2 separate regions of the Rattus norvegicus genome follow, and region 2 is linked to region 1. A link is a contact called in public Hi-C data. All regions are on one chromosome and are shown on one strand. The core of a region is the stretch at or near the end of the contact, and the rest is flanking DNA. Distances in the headings are between cores, read along the strand shown. Region 1 overlaps Tmprss6 (transmembrane serine protease 6). Region 2 holds the start of Il2rb (interleukin 2 receptor subunit beta).

Region 1 (4,951 bases), core at 562-3,061:
TCTAATCCCGTTTGACCCTCCCTCCCCCCTCTCTCACAACTTTCCAGCTAGGTAACTGGTTGGTGCCCCATAACTGAGGGCAGATGGGTGTGTGAAGGTACCAGGCCTGCTCTATTAAGCCAGTTATTAAAGAATCTGCAAACGATTTGAAGGGTCCATATTTGTGTCACTAGACGTTGGGATGTCCCATTGTTTCAAGGCAAATTAAGGGGTCCTGAAAAGGAATTGTTTTTCTGAGCCCCAGAATCCCAACAGCCAAGCTGCTCGTCAAAGAAAGGATCGCCACCAGGGGGCGCACGGAGCAAACCTAGGTCTTTGTCCTCTTCATCTTTGTCCCCCACCCCCACCCCGCGCCCTTTTTCAAGCCAAGGAAACGTGGGCTCCCAGTGAATAAAAAGATAGAATCCTGTATTGTTATCCTCAGAGAACAGCCGCAGGAAGTGGGCAGGACATTTGGGAAATGTGATTTTTTTTAAATGTTATTTACATTAAAGCATGCATTTTAAAGAAATCACAGTAGTTTCCTCTTATGCGTGGGAGACATTCCCAGATCCCCGTGGACACCAGAAATCCCAGGCCGCGGCAAACACTATCTATACTACGCTCTGCTCATACACATCTGTTGACGTTAAGTCTCTCTTTTGTAAATTGGCTTCTAAAAGAAAGCGGTAGCTAATGAAACCGATTCACTTCTGGAATTTTCCACTTAACTATTTTCCGATCACAGATTACCATGAGAAACTGAGAGGGAACTGATGAAGTACACATTTCTGAACTAATCAGGTTTAACTCCTGACACAGGAATTTAACCCGCAAGTGCTGGTCTGTGTAAAAAGAAAAAAAAAGCCTTGGAGAGGAGAATGGAGGGGAGGGAGAGTCAGAGCCTAACCGCCCTTGACAGATGAGATTGCCACTAGGGGGCGCCCTGGAGCAAGCCCAGCCCCTTTCAAGCTAAGAGGAACCCTATTGATCCATGAGGGTGTTATTATAAATATATAAACTCGGGTTATGGTTACGATAAACTTATGGTTATCATGCATTGCCTTCCTAGGGAAGGGCCCCAAGAAGCATCCCAGAACAAAAGTAAGATTCGGGCATACAGCATATGTTCCCAGGTGTGGCCCTCCAAGTTTCTGACCCCTCCATTCCTCCTGTCCTCACCTCAGCAGCTAAGTGCTGGAGTCAGAAGGTGCTGGGGCACCATGTGGCCTGCCTTGCTCCCCCACTCCACCCTGAAAGTTTGGGGTGGGGGGGCGGAGTGGTCTCGGGCCTCATCCAGATGCACAGTGAGTACCTGTCAATCTGGCACATCAGGAGCTTCCCACAGAGGAGTTGGAGAGATGCTGGGTGGATGGGTGGATGGGCGGAAGCATGGGCGGGAGAAAAGGAGCAGGGAGGGGCCAGGCCTCAATTCAGACGTGGCTTTTTCTAAAGACAAGCTGAGGACAGAGGGCCTGCTCTGTAGTGGCTAGAATATTTGACGAGCACTGCAGAGCTGGGCTCCACTTAACTTTGCCACCAGACAAGTTCTGTGACTTCAGCAAACTTCAGGCCTCAGTAAGTGGTGGCCGCACTGTAGTCAGGAGAGAGCCATCCTCTGCCCCTACCTCCTTGCAGATATTTCAGAGGATCTGGAAAAATGGTTTGGGGCACAGCACCTGACACTGGGTGACTGCAGGTGGCACTAGTCTTCAGGGCCTTGGAGAAACAAAGACCATTTAGAGCCAGGCCAAGCTACAGGGGCGGCCATGGGCCTCTGGAGCCTGTAGCTCTGCCTTATCTCATGACTGGGAGTTAGCAGAAAGGGTCAGGCAGGTCACAGGAGAGTGACATCACGGGAGAGGAAATGTGGGCAGGTTCCTGGAAGGGGGGAAGCCAGCACTGCGGTAGCGCCCAGCAATGAGGTTCTGCGAAACCCAGCAGCAAGCAGCTAGATCTTAAAAGGACAAGAGCCCTCACCACCTGCAGGCCACTGGAGGGCAAGAGGACACCGCCAGGACAGCAAGACAGCAGGCAGATCTGGGAGAAAAGAAAATGGACAGACAGGGTGGGGACCAAGGGTGCCCAGCCAGGGGAAGAGCCTCTTGTCACTAGACTGGCACTGGGAGCAGGGTTTAAGCCATCTCTCCCCTGTCCCCATCAATTGCTGGACCAAAGGACCTGGTCTCCCTCTCCCCTCCTTCATCTCTCAGGCCCCTGCTACCCACACAGCAGATTTTCCAGGACACACTCTTCAGAGAATTTCCCAACAATGACGTTATCTCTATCAGCCCACAGTAACCGGAGGAGACCAGGCCCCAGGCCTCTGTCGTATACTTCCCATCAAGCCCTACCTTCCACCAGGCACTGTATGGGGCAAGGAATTGGTTCTCTACTAGGGGACCTCTCACTGCCAGGCAGGTGCCCAGGCTGGTAATAGCTCTACTGAGAAATGACAGCCTTCACAGGCTGCCTGGAGTCTTCATGAGGAAACACCACACAGCTGAGCACTCTCCCCCCCACCCTCTCTCTCCCTCTCCCTTTCCCTCTCAACACACACATACACACACACACACACACAGAAACAGAGAGAGAGAGAGAGAGAGAGAGAACACACACAGAGAGAGAACACACAGAGAGAGAGAGAACACAGAGAGAGAGACAGAGAGAGAAAGAGAGAGAACGTGCTGGCCGGTCATGCTTGGGGTGGGGGTGGAGGGGCTGCCTGAGCTCAGTGATGATGTCACAAGCCACAGGGGCTTTTAGCAAATGACTCAGCCTCTGAGCCTCAGGCTTCCCACAAGCTGTGAGGTTTGTCCAACAAGTCCCTGAAATCCATACTTGAAACCAAAATCCATGCTTGGATCTCCAAATGCTAATGGTATTTAGAGGAAGGACATTTGAGGAAGTGATCGGGTCAGGGGCTGCACCTGCTGAATGCATTAATTAGTCTAGCAGACAAAGGAATAGAAGCCATGACGGGTGGCCTCAAGCCCGTTTGTCCCTGCCTCATCTCAAGACACCCTCTGCCACGTTATGACTCAGCAGAAAGCCAGATTCTTAGATCTTGCTCTTAGATTTCCAGCCTTCACAACAAGGAGCTAAGCAAACCTCTATTCTTTATAAACCACTCTGCCTTGGCGATTTTGTTACAGCCACAGAAGCAGGTAGGGACAGGGTCTAGTATACCTCCCTTGCTAGACGGTGGGGAGCACATAGTCCATTTTCCTTGCCTGTGTGGCACAGAGTATGAGTCAGTTAGCAATTGTTGGTACCTTCTTCACCCACCATCTTATTTAGTCCTCTGCAGAAGTGGTCTGTTTTGTGCCCTTTGCTTTGTTTGTTTCTATGTGATAGAAAAGCACTCTTATTTGGGACAACAGCTCTGTGGAGGTCAAGGAATGACTTCCTGGAGTCAGTTCCTCCCTTCCACCCTGTTGGTCCCAGGGACTGAACTCAGATCCTCAAACTTGGCAGCAAGCCTCTTTACCCATTCAGCCATCTTGCATGCCCATTGCTTTTTTTTTTTTTTTTTTAATGACTGCTACTGGGGGCTACGGGGTGGAGGCCAGGAATTGTAAAATGTTAGGTGAGCACTTCATCCTCAGAGCCCATCCGAGCCTCAGCATAAGCAGAAAAGTTCCTGAGGCTGGGTGAGGTAAGTTTTGCCTAAGAAGGAAACAGGGGAGTCAGGATTTGAACCCCAGTCTTCCTGCCTGTAGCTGACCACCGTTGGGAGGGGCTCTACTGTGACCCGTCTGAGTTACCCCAGTGAACTTGGTGCTCGTGTTGAGCACTGAGCTCTGCGACCCACAGCGTTTGGCACAGAGCCAGCCTAGACTAATGGGATAGCCTTGGGCACAGGCTGTTCTCTCTCCCTCTGGCCTCTCAGAGATAGTGATGACACCCAGAGAGGGGTCATGCCTGAAAACGCAGCACCTTCATTCATGTCTGGTCATTGGCCAATGCCAGCATTCCCTGGGCTCTGATGTGGAAATGAGAGGCCAGCACTCCTGGCGTGGTGACCTGTGAAGAAGGTCACCCATGACAACACCTGTCCCCATGAGGACCTTCTGATCCCTAGGTGTCTCAGGTTTATGTCACAGAGTGGCCACTTACTACAACAGCACTGACCCACATCACACCATGGATATTTTACCTCCTTTTTGTCACTGTCCCCAACAAATAGGAAAAAGAAGCTTTGTCACTCCCTGCCACCCTCTATCTAGGATAAGATCAACCAACAAGCAAATGGGGCTAAGCAGTATCGTCAGTTGCTGGCCATAGGGGACTGTCCATCTTCATCCTCCTGGCTAGTCTCTCCCCCCGTCCCCCGACACACACACACACACACACACACACACACACACACACACACACACACACACACCTCACTTCACAGCTCCCTCTGTCCCCTGCATGTTCTTAGCCACGAGACCAAGCAAACAGGTGGATGCTGCAGGGAGCAGAAATGCACAGGGTGACCCAAGGGCTGCTGTCCCTGTGGAAGCCAGTGGCAGCAAAGACAATGGTGTCCTCTGGCTGTAGGGGAGTGGGAGAAAGGTCAACAGTGCCTCCATGTGCTCTCAAGTGTCCTGCGGACTGTTCCCACAGTTGGTGGAGCCGTGTTAGGGTGCCCTGTGCCCCATCCCCACAGTTAGTGGAGCCATATGGTTCCAGACGCCAAGGCAGCTCCACCATTTACCCTAACTGGGATGGACAGGATGAGAGGAGGCCCGCTGAGGCCTGCTGGACATCGGGAGAAGCAGGGGCTGGATTAGGGGTGGGCAGAACAGGAGGCACAGTCAGGAGAGGCTTTGCCGGCTTCAGCCTCCACTCACTCTCCTTGGCTACCTCCCAGGGCCAGCTTGGGTTGGGGCTTGGTCCTCATGATGGGGAAGGGGAAGGCTACCTCCTGTTCTGGATCATCCACTGGCCCTGAGTACATAGTAGGTTGTACTTCTGCCTCCTC
Region 2 (4,535 bases), core at 1,782-4,281, 48 kb after region 1:
CCATCCTGATCAGCTGCCCTCTCCTTAACATAAATCTCTCCCTCAGAGTCTGTTCTAAAACATCTAAGGATTAAACCAAACATCAGACCAAACCAGTCTTTACACATACTGTTTTCTCTATAAATTACCAACCTATCACAAGAAATTGAAGGCAGTAAGTGGTAACACAGGAAGTTCCTAAGGACAGCCACCGGCTGTCCCGAGCACAGTGTGAATGAGCACAGTGTGAATGAGGTCTCTCCCCGCTGAAGTATCTTCTGGCAGATGCCCACCCCATGAGAGGAGGGGAGGTGCTCAGAACTGTGAGCACCACACAGGTGATTGGACAGCCAAGTCCCCTGGGTGACCAATAGGTGGGCCGTATGCACATTTCTGTTGCTCTGGGTACAGGAATTGCTCAGGCCCCATACAGGAGAGAGAAGGACGGCTCAAGACTTTAGCACATGACTTAGAACAGTGTTCATTCTGAAAACACACGCGCACACGTGCACACGTGCACGCACACACATGTGCCTGTGTGTATGAGTCATAGACAGTCCATAAGGACAGGGACATTTGGATTCCACTCATCCCTGGGTCTCTGATTTCCAAATGGATACCGATCACAAGACAACCAACAGCAGCAACTCCAGCCCTGAGGTGCCCTGTCCTAGGTGGTTCTTGCTGTCTACACAAGCTGGTGACTCTGGTCTGGTTCTTTAAAAGCCTCTCTGGAGTTGTTCTTCCCACATTGTCCCCAAGGCTCCAGGTATCCTTTAAGGCTCATTTCCCGTTCCCCTTTCTGCTAGTTCTGTGGCACTCCCCCTGGGTCCCCAATGAAGGAAGGGCAACCTGTTTGGGGTGCTGGCCATGCTCTGGTACGACACCTGCCAGGCTGTCAAAGCGGAGTGCCCACTCCAAATTGCTGAACTTGTAACACAGGGGAAATGTCATGCACTGGAGGACTGTGTTCAGGGGTCTGAAGGGCAGCGAGTGATGTGGGGCGGCCTGGCGACAGTGCTTGCCAGGAATGCTCATTGAACACTGCTCAGGCCTTGTGCCAAGGCCTTGTGTTTCTAGTTACTCTGCTCTTGCCAGCAGCTCAGCAACTGTTTGGTCTTTGCTACACAGACAAGGAGAGCAAGGCTCCCAGGGCCAAGTCTACAGAGCTGAGGCTCCACCCAGGACCTCCCTGCCCTGGAGGATCAGCTCCCCTGCAGGTGCTTGGGTAGAAAGGGAGCCCTAATAGATCCCTGCAGAGCCCAGGCAAGGGGCTTCCACAGCCCCTCATGAGCCCAACAGGATCTGAAGCACTGTAGGTCTTCATTGAGGCAGCAAATTGGATTAGACCCAGACATCTGAGCAGCCTCAAAATAGGAGAGACACGACAGGAATATATAACCCTGGAAGAGGAAGAGGAAGGAAAGGGGCAAGATTATGGCCAGACCACAAGCCCCAGCCAAAAGCACAGAATGTCTAGGAAAAGGCACTCAACCCCTGGCTGAAGAGCCACCGGATCATCTACCCATCATGAACAGTGTTGGAAGAACATATGGAAGGTTCTGGAAGGGTCAGGCTCGGGGCCGGGTAGCTCCAACCAGTCAGGGTGGTTGCAGCCTCCTTCAGCAAGAGGGAAATGGAATCTCTGGGAGACTAAGAAAACCACTCAAAACCACACAGCATGAGGCCAGCCTTGGGCAGAGCAAGCACAGCCCAAGACCTCAGAGTCCACTGAGGCTCACCCACGCATGTCCTTCACAACTACCAGACGTTCCCACCCCTGACTCATATGTCTCCACTGAGGCCCTGACAAGGCTGCTCTAACTGGGTCACCTGATTTCCAGTACAATGATGATGTTGATGGAGGAGGGTCAGCCATGAGTGACAGTCATGTCATGCTCCCTGAGTCAAACTGAACCACACATGTCACAGAGTGGTCTCACAGCACAAGAGCAGGCTCTGTGACTGCTCTTTCCATATGGGAAGATCAAGATATAAACCAACCGGTTTCCCAGTGCTGGGGCAGTCTGAGGTCCCATAAGTCAGGGCAGTCCAGGGTCGTCTGAGGGCGGATGACAAGCAGGAGCTTGTCTATTAGACCTGGTGACCTTTGACCTCAGAGATCCTTTCTCTGGCCACCTCCCCAAAGACACACACATTCACAAAGACACACACACACACACACACACACACACACACACACACACACACACACACATGATCACCTCTTGCTGTTCAGCTGAGGAGTGTGTGAAAGAAAGGGGACCCTCCAAGATAGCTCAGCCACCCACCTTGGCCCTGAAGTGCTACAAACACAGTTAAAGGTGGGAAGTTCCTACCTCAGGCAGCCTCGGAGATGAAGTCCAGTGCCTGGAGATGCTCTTGACTTCTCTAGCCACTCAGTAATGTAAGAGACAAATCTAAGCTAGAACCCTACCTCTGACCTCCAGCCTAGGGCCCTTAGAAACCTGTCAATCAACATAGCTGACTACACAGCCAGGGTCCAGGGGAGATTCCTTCTCTCTTCCTTACTAAGGAGCTTTCCCTAGGCTGAGACATGCCACAGGAGTCAGGGCTGGGTCCCACCTGTCCCATACACAACATACAGCCTCTGAGCATTGACTCTAGCTACTTAACCTTTTCCTCCACCCTTCTGGGCTAAGACATTATCACACAGGGCCCAGCGGAAGGCCCTCAGAGCCAAAATGGCTCACAGCCTCCCTCAGTATATACTGGGAAGAAGCCACTGTGTCCAGACATTGGAAAGGGCTTACTCTTAAAGGAGAAACCATGGCAACCAGGCTACCCCCATCCCCAGAGGATCCTAAGACAAGGTTAAGCATCAAAGCCCAGACAGAAACTACAAAGGGAACCAAGTCAGAGATGAGTACCTCCCCAGCTCCCTGTCCCCTGGGATGACCAGCAAGAGGTAGTGGGGTGCCCTGGGCTCCCAGGGGACCACACAGGGGCATCACCTGGCTGCAACATGGAGTTGTGACGATATGTTCCCTGCAGTCCTACTGGAGACTGGGTCCACGGCCATCTCCTGTTCCACAGCTTAGGCAGCAGACAACAGCTAGGCCAGCAACAGACTGAAACCCAGGGCGAGCCCACTTCCTGTATAGGGGATGAGGGGCAAGGCCCAATGGGAGGTGGAGAGATGAGGGTGATGAGGTAGCCTGAAACTCCACACACACCTAGCACTGATAAGATCTCCTCCTACGCCCAGGGGCAGCCACCAAATGTGGTGGCACACTCACACAGTCACTGTGGTACAGAACCTGAGGGGGCAGGCCCTTCTTTGCCTACACCACCCCCACTGCATCTCACGCATGCTACCCTAACACCATCGTCTTCTGGTCACACACACGCACACACGCACGTCCTAACACCGAAGCCACCCACAGACGCACCATCCCTCTAGGACCTAGAGTCTGGGTATCCTTTTTGCTGATTCCCATTCTAGCCATCCTCCAGCCCCCACTACATGCCTCCCTTTACCTCAGTTTTCTGAAATGCCCTTCACTCAAGCTACCATTTAAAGGTGACCGGTTCTGAGGCGTGACAAGCGGTTTGATGGACACTGATTGGCCCTTCTATCACCTTCTTCTTCTCAGAGTTGTAGGTTCCTCTCTTGGTGAGATTTGGGGGGCTTCAGTTCATGGCTTTTATTTTTAACAACAAAGCCATGAATTTCTCTGGAAAGAATGATTGTTTATTTACATGTAGTATCACAGGGCAGGAGGAGTTCACTGCCCAGGGGACTCCCTGTTTCTGTCTCCCCTTCATCTTGGTTTTAATGCCAGGCTTAGGGCATTAAATATGTCGAGCTTCTGCTTTTTGTAAAAAGAAGGGAAGCATCGCAAGAACTCTGTTCTCTGGACATGACAGCCATTACCATCTTCCTCAGGGCAGCTGTAGCTGCCACAAGAGAACCTCACAGTTGGCCCTGCTGAAGTTCATCCCCTCACAAGGAGAGGAAAGTAGCACCAGACCCTCGCCTGGAGTCCAGCCTCAGCTATAGGTAACTGGACTCAGGGGTACCTCAGGTTAGCCAAAGAAGTGACTCCATCTACGTAGCTTTGGGGATGCCATCGTCCATGCTAGGCTGGGACTTCGCAGTGATACAATTGTTTGAGGGTCACCTGTTCTCATGTAAGCGACCCTTCCCTCCATAAATGTGTACAATAAACTCATAGCTCACCACGCTGCACTCTAGTGGAGCTGTTTCTTTGGTCTGTCATTGGTGCCCTGTCTGGGATATGGGGAAACATAGGCACACACACACACACACACACACACACACACACACACACAATGACCAGAAATCTGGGAATGCTAGAAAGTGGAATCAAAGACCCTAAAAAGGCCCTAAAAAGAGGATTGAGATGAGCCAGGGAAGGAGACACATGGGCTGCCATTGGTAGGGAGGTCACCCCTGCTGTGTGACCTAAACTCGCTGAGCTTCCGTTCACAAATCTGTAAAATGAGATGCTAATTTAGTCTCATAGCAGTGACAAAATCAACTTAAAGGAGGGAAGATTTCTTGTGGCTTT

Evidence for each region. A called contact is a pair of places that touch in the nucleus more often than the background predicts.
Region 2: a contact with region 1 is called in a Hi-C map of liver, with 2.4 times the contacts expected there. The contact joins the promoter of Il2rb here to the enhancer-like site in region 1. A contact is called at or near these places in 3 of 12 Hi-C or Micro-C datasets (kidney and liver).

The regions. Positions count from the first base shown.
Region 1 is chr7:111,878,915-111,883,865 of GRCr8, forward strand. It overlaps Tmprss6 (transmembrane serine protease 6), which reads right to left. Exons shown (of 19, transcript NM_001130556.1): 10 at 4,892-4,951. It also overlaps a transcript of Kctd17 not described here. Among named protein-coding and RNA genes, the nearest start is that of Tmprss6, 21 kb to the right of the region's middle. Within about 2 kb of position 1,812, at least 13 of the 93 cell types and tissues checked have an H3K27ac peak or open chromatin away from gene starts, as enhancers often do. A contact at or near this core is called in liver, where this site is marked.
Region 2 is chr7:111,925,506-111,930,040 of GRCr8, forward strand. Il2rb (interleukin 2 receptor subunit beta) reads right to left here and starts at 3,032. Exons shown (of 10, transcript NM_013195.2): 1 at 2,955-3,032.